Regions from separate parts of the Hordeum vulgare genome. Here region 1 is linked to region 2. The links are chromatin contacts, called in public Hi-C maps. All regions are on one chromosome and are shown on one strand. Each heading gives the region's core, a stretch centred on a gene start, on an enhancer-like site or on the middle of the called end of the contact. The rest is flanking DNA. Distances are from core to core; before and after follow the strand shown.

Region 1 (3,373 bases), core at 393-2,892, 260 kb after region 2:
GAACTTCAGTTCTTGCTTGAGATAGGGCCTCCATGCCTCAATGGATTATTGTTGAGCCCTAAAGAAGTTGCCATTTCTCTAAGTCCATACACCACAACATCTTAAGATAACAATTTATGATGAAAATTGTTTTGGAAGGAGTTCCATTGCATAGATGGTGTCCTCATACACAAATGTATCTCTCTTTCTATTTGGTATCAATGAGTTCCATCAATCTTGAGCAAAGTTGCACTCCCATAGAATGTGCATAGTGGTCTCTTCTGCCCTCTAATTGCAGTTAGGCCAGAAAGAATTATCTAGGTGCATTCCCTTCCTCTTTAGAAGTGCTCTCGTGTTCATCTTGCAGCGTGCCACCAGCCAGAAAAATATTTTATGTCTCAACCTACTCGAGCTAGCCCATATTAGTTTAATCATAGGATGTTCTTCCTGGTCTCCAAGCATATGCTTATACATTTGAATTAATGAGTATATGTTTGCTAGTTCATTGCAAATCCATTTGTATTTCATGTCTGGGTTTGGCTGAGGGATAACTACTCGTAGCTGGTTGAATTCTTGTATACTTCATTAGATATTGGCAGATGGAAGTGTTCAGTCTAGTCTTGTGTTTTACAAGTTTTTTCTACTGAAAGTGTTTCATCAATTGCATATGAGTGAAGTTCACATAATTTTTGTTGAAGTGTTTCATCTTCCCATTTGTCTTTCTAGAACAACACTATTTGGCCAAATCCTATTGTGCAACACCTCATTCATTTAAAATTATGTAAGAGGATAACATGTGCCTTCCACCAAAAGGAGCCTTCTCGTTTTCCCATGGGTACACCTATATGATAGTATTCTTCCCATATAAATTTGACCCATGGGATGTCATCTTTGTTGAGGCATTTGTAAAGATTTTTGATGAGAAGAGCGTTGTTGTGAGGTGCAATATCCAAAATTCCAAGCCCTCCATGTTGTTTAGATTTGCAAACTTTTGACGAAACAATCAGGGATGTCCCTCTATCCTCCATTCCAAATTTTCTACACATTTTACCTTTTTTATGAGTATAAAACATTTTATTACATTATTAAATTTTTAATATATATGGTTGGTTCCTTTTTCAAATTTATGTATCAAAGTCTAAATTTTTTCAAACACATCGTACATTTTTTATATAGAGCTGATACTTTTTTCTACATGGATAATGTTTTATATATCTGTTTAAAAAAATATATGTACATCATTAATGTCTAACTTTTCAATAAGTATTACACGTTTTTATACAGATATAACATTTCTAAATACATGATTAACATTTTTAAGACATTTATGTTTATGTCTACTTTTTTAATACATGTTGTATATTTTTTGTTTACATTTTTCGTATATATCATAAACATTTTGGTACGCATTTGACTCTTTTAAAATGCATGAATAATTTCACTTCGTATATGATATAAATTGTTTTTGCAATACATGTATACAGGATAGTTGGAACTTGGAAGTACAGATAAAAAATAAAAAGTAAAAAAGAAAATAGAAACAGAAAACGTGAATCAAAAAAGGAAAATTGAGGTTGCGGCTGGTGGCCTCACATGGGCATGGCCCGGCCCATCTCACCGTCATGTTCAGACAAGGTGCCCTTGCGACTCGCGTTAACCCTATTTACCACTCTTTTTGTTTTTGAGGGGTAACCCTATTTACCACTCGTTATGTCAAACTGTCGGCGTTTCGCATAGAAAAGCCGAGCAGCGACGCAACGGGCCGACCCGTTTAAACGTTCCAATGTCCTTGGTTCCCAGCCGTTTTTTCTTATTTTGGGAAATTTCTAGAATATTTTCTAAACCAGTGTTTCAGTTTTCATTTGGTTTTTCTTTTTTTCATTTTTCTGTTTATTTTTCTTCTTTTTATCTCTCTTCTTTTTCTCTTTTATTTTTGTCCATTTTATACCTTTTGTGTTTGTCAATTTAATTTTTTAATAAATATTCACAGTTTCATAATTTGTTCAACTTTTTTTAAAAAATAAAAATTATTCACAATTCGAAAAATATTGAATTTTTAAATTATGTTCACAATTAAAAAACGGTTTCAAAAATTTTTGCAAGTCAAAAAATGTTCATAATTTTATAATTTTGTTCACAAATTCGACATTTGTTCATGTTTCAAAATTTATTTAAATTTCAAAAAATGGTCGCAGTTTTGAAATTTGTTTACAATTCGAAAAATGTTCACAATTTAATAGTTATGTTTATGAATTTTAAATTTGTTCATGTTTTGGAATTTTGTTCACATTTCGCAAAAGGTTTATGGTTGCATAATTTGTTCACCATTCAAAAAATGTTCATAATTTATTAATTTTATTTATGAACTTGAAGTTGATTCATGTTTAAAAAAATCACAATTCGAAAAATGTTCACAATTTTATGAATTTTGTTAATGAACTTGAAATTTGCATATGTCTCAAAATTTGTTTAGAATTCAAAAAATGTTCTTGGTTTCAAAATTTGTTTATAATACAAAAAGTTCATAATTTTAGAATTTTGTTCACGAATTTTAAAGTTGTTCATGTTTCAAAATTTGTTTAGAATTTGAAATATGTTCACGGTTTCGAAATTTGTTCACAATTAAAAAATATTTATAAGTTTATAATTTGTTCGCAGTTTCCTTAAATGTTATCATTTTGTTCCTATTTTTTAAATATAAATTTTAGAGATTCCTTAAAACAGTCATGTTTTCACAAAATGTTCAAGTATTAAATATTCTGTTCACAAATATGTAAATGTTCACATTTCAAAAAATTGTTCACCTTTCTCCAAATATGTCGAATATTCAAAAAAAACGCAAATCTTTAAAAATATTTTGGAACTTCAAATTTCGTTCATTCTTTTTAAAATTGTTCGGGATTTCAAAGTTTTAGAAAAATCACAATTGTAGAAAATTGTTCGGGGTGTCCCTGGAGGCAGTGGGTTCTATCCTATGCACACACGTTTTGGCTAAGTTTTCGCGAGCTGTTATCTAAATTATGTCGTGGCCTTTCATTTCTTTAAGTTTCGCGTTGCAAACAATCTAGTAATTAAAGTCAGCCAATTGCACTGGCTAGGTGCTCTGTCCCGTATCATGTAGGGCGCGGGTTCAATTCCCACATGAGACTGTCACTTATCAACATGCGAACCATTAACAGTCCCACTCAAGCAAGACATACGTGCGGACACAACCTGAACAACCGCGATATGTCAAAAATGAAAACCTAAACAAGCGCGAGAGCTATGTCTCGCATAAAGCGAGTGAAAGAAACGGGCCATTTGTCCATATATAATCGCTCTACTAAAATATAACTCCACTGCTCCAATAGGCCAGGTTCTCTATAAGAGATTGCATACGCAACCAACTCGACGG
Region 2 (3,519 bases), core at 285-2,784:
GGGGCGCCTGGGTGCCAGCCCGCACGTCGCGGACGCCATGCCGATGTTGCTCCTTCTGCTCAAATGCAAACCAGACCTCCCAATCGAGAGAGTCTCGAGCATAGGTCGGGTTGATCCGCTGCTCAGGCGTGAGGTGCTGCCGCCGACGCCTCACCTCCTCCGCATGCGCCAACGTCGATCGTGGCACCGCCGGCAATGGATCCTATCCGGATCCAAGTGCCAGTCATGTGACAGGATCACGTTGGGGTAGGGGAGAGGGACGATGTGCTCCGAGCGCCACCTCGCGTGGTGCACTCGGACACTAATCCGCTGCCAAGGCGGACGGAAGACGACGGCAGGGGTAGCGCGCGCCAATGTACGGTGGGGGCCTTACCAATTGTTCTTGTTGGAGCTCGAGTCGGCCGCTAAACAGATGTCCATGGTGGCTACTGGCTAGGGTTTGTCACCGGTGGGCTAGGGTTTGTAGATCCTGCCAGGGGTGAAGGGGGAAGGCTTGTCTTTGGAAGGGTGGACTGGCCGTTCCACGGGTTTCCATTTAAAGAAGAACGACGATCGAACATGGGTGGTTGATGACCGGGTCCTGTCACATGTGCGCATTTACTCTCGGTTATGGGGTAGTTGAAAGGTTGCCATGCGTCCCTGAGGTGGACTAGGAGAAAGCGTGTGCACGTCCATTCGGCGTTTGTGTGACCACAAATGGGGCGGGCCAGACTCACTCATTAGGTCCAACGGGCGACACAATCCAACATGGCCCTACTCATGAGCAGTTAACGGTCAAACCATTGACCGGACGGCATCCTCCGTTGTGACCATTTGTGAGGGTTTCACACAAGGAAGTGAAGAAAAGTGAGCAAACGTAAAAACGTGAAAATAAATGAGTACATCTAAGAAAACAGGGACACATACGTAAAAAAAAAAATTATGGAATGGTATATTGAATTGACAAAACCGCCTAATGTACAAGAGTAGTACTCCTATATTGCAAAGATACATATTAAACATGATTGATGTTTTTTTTTGCGAAACAAACATGATTGATGTTAGACCGTTAGAATGTTTGTGCCCATGTTTCAACGTGCAAACAATTAGCTAGTTTATATTGATGCGACGATGCCAAATTTAATTGGTAAGTACGATAATTTTTAACAAAAATAAACAGAGACGGATTTATTAATGTCACCAACTAAACTCGCCATACTAAGAGAACATTATTTGTTATAAAGATCATTCAATTAGTCATGATAAAATCTGACATATATTTGCAGTGAAGTCCCAAACAATTCGAGTCGCGTAATCAATTCGTCACCCCTCGCAACAATCCGTGATTGCAGGGACGCCTCCATCTCCGGCCCGCACCGGCCATTTTCCAGTGCTCATGCTACACTGGCCTCTTTGATGTGGATGGCGTAGAAAGTTTGGATGCGCCGTGAGTGACTCATGGACCGCATCTCCGCGTGTAACGAAACCGGAGTTACACCGGTGATCATTGAAGAGGGCGAAAGGGGAGATCTTAAGAAAGCGCGGCTAGATATGCAGTGGCGGCAGTGTGCGGTGCATGCGGGCACGATCGGTGCATGAGGCCAAGGGGTAGGCACACGGTATCGATGCCCACGCCATTTTGGCAAGGGAATCGGGACGACGGCGACGCCGCGTGCGCACAGGTTCGATCTCATCGAGGGAGCCATGGCTTTGCTAATACTGGCGTGACGTGACTTGGGCGCCGCTCGTGGCGTGCACATGTATCGCCGTTCTAGGGTATACTTCCTCCCGGCGGCCCTCTTAATTACGTGCAGGCAAGCGGGTATAACGACGTCTAGACTCTAGAATGTCGTGTTTTGTCAATTTCAGCCTGCATACAAGTTTATGTAACTAACGGCCTAATGCTATTAAGGGCCACATGGGTGCGTGATCGATTGCTAACCAAAACTCCGAAAGGAGCTCAACTAAAAGAATGTAACGCTAAAAGGATGGACCGATGGCCAGTCCGTTATTTTGCACCCTAATTTCAACAAGGAGAGAGCACACGGACCGGCTTTCTCTGTCGAGTGGTTACTTTCAGCTCGCTCATCAAACAAAAAAAAGGAGTGGTTACTTTCAACCGTAGAGGACAACCCGATGTACATACGTCATCAAGTTCTGGAAGCCCTGGCCAGCTGTACCGATAGGAGAAGACATCTCTTTTGATCGGTGTACATCCTTTGGACGACGCGTAACAATATGATGATTGAGTGATTTTCTTTACAGTATGCCACTTACATGGTGTTTATTTTTCTCTCCTTCTTGCAGCACTAACGCCCACTCTGAGGGACAAGGATGAACTAGGTAGCAAGATTAGAGCATCTCCAACCGCTCCCCAACAGTCCTCCGGCCATCTTTTTTACCATGGACGTCGCAAAAAAATGGTCCAGTCGTGTTTACATGACGTCAAATTTTGCTGGTTCGGTCCATTTTTTGGCCCTGCGATCCCAGGGCGAACCCATCGCACTAGTGGGCACTTGGGGGCTCCGACGAAAGAAAAAGTGACGCGTGGGGCATCATTGTCAAGCGAGAAACGCCTTTTCTTCGGTCAGATTTGACCCGCGAGCGGCAAGACGACACTTTCCCTTTCGCCGCCATGTCGATCATGGTGCCACCCACCCGCCCACAACCGTTGCTCCACCGCTGGAAAGGTCATTTCCCCGTCGGAAAGAGAGGGGTTCACCGCAACTGCTTCCGTCCTGCTCCTGGGTGAGCTCTCCAAGACTCCGACCACGCAGGCGGGGATACCGGCGGCTGACCATCCACCACGCCCGCGAGGTGTTCAACAATTTGCCTTTTCGGAGATGGACTCCGACAACGAGGAGGCGTTCAACAATTTCATTTGCAAGAAGGATTGCATTGTCACAGCTTGATTCTCCTCACTCAAGAAGTGCTTTAATTTGTGTTCAAAGTACGATCTTGCTTCGTTGAGCTATTTGATTTGTATTGATTTCTGTGATGAACAATGTGATAAAAAATAGTTTTTTTGAATTTGTGCTAAAGTGTCCCGAATTTCAGTTTGAAATCGGCGGCTGGGATCGAACTTGGCGGAGAGGGGCTGGGAACCCGAGCCCCCCCTCGGCAAAAACATCGCCGGTTAGCTCTTGGGGGGAGGGGGGGGGGCGTACGACTGAAGATGCTCTTAAGCTTTAGGGGGGCCTTGGGGCTAACCGACGATATTTTCGTAGCCCTTGGGGGGCCGAACGGCTAGAGATGCTCTTAATACTTTGTGTGTGGTAGGACGCCGTCTTGCTTCGCCGCCTAGCTAGTGGTTCGACGGTATGAGGTTTTTTGTGTGTGTATATTTGTGTTGTTATTCTAGCTGACTTTTTTTGATAACTAAACGCATTGCAGTTTGCTTTATTTATAACACAAGGCGCGCGCCCGGCTTATGGCCCTCTCCTCGATCTTGTGGTCTCTTTCTGAATCTTTAGGGTCTCTTATGTTTTAGAAAAAAACTATCAAAAACTTCCGTCGTGTTTGGACATTCGTAGGTATCAA

Evidence for each region. Hi-C and Micro-C count contacts between places; a contact is called where the count stands out from the background.
Region 1: a contact with region 2 is called in a Hi-C map of leaf, with 4 times the contacts expected there. The contact joins two enhancer-like sites. A contact is called at or near these places in 2 of 6 Hi-C or Micro-C datasets (leaf and seedling).

What each region holds. Positions count from the first base shown.
Region 1 is chr6H:349,858,274-349,861,646 of MorexV3_pseudomolecules_assembly, forward strand. No RefSeq gene overlaps it. Among protein-coding and RNA genes, the nearest start is that of LOC123402108, 330 kb to the left of the region's middle. Within about 2 kb of position 1,643, at least 2 of the 3 cell types and tissues checked have open chromatin away from gene starts, as enhancers often do. A contact at or near this core is called in leaf, where this site is marked.
Region 2 is chr6H:349,594,732-349,598,250 of MorexV3_pseudomolecules_assembly, forward strand. No RefSeq gene overlaps it. Among protein-coding and RNA genes, the nearest start is that of LOC123402108, 70 kb to the left of the region's middle. Within about 2 kb of position 1,535, at least 2 of the 3 cell types and tissues checked have open chromatin away from gene starts, as enhancers often do. A contact at or near this core is called in leaf, where this site is marked.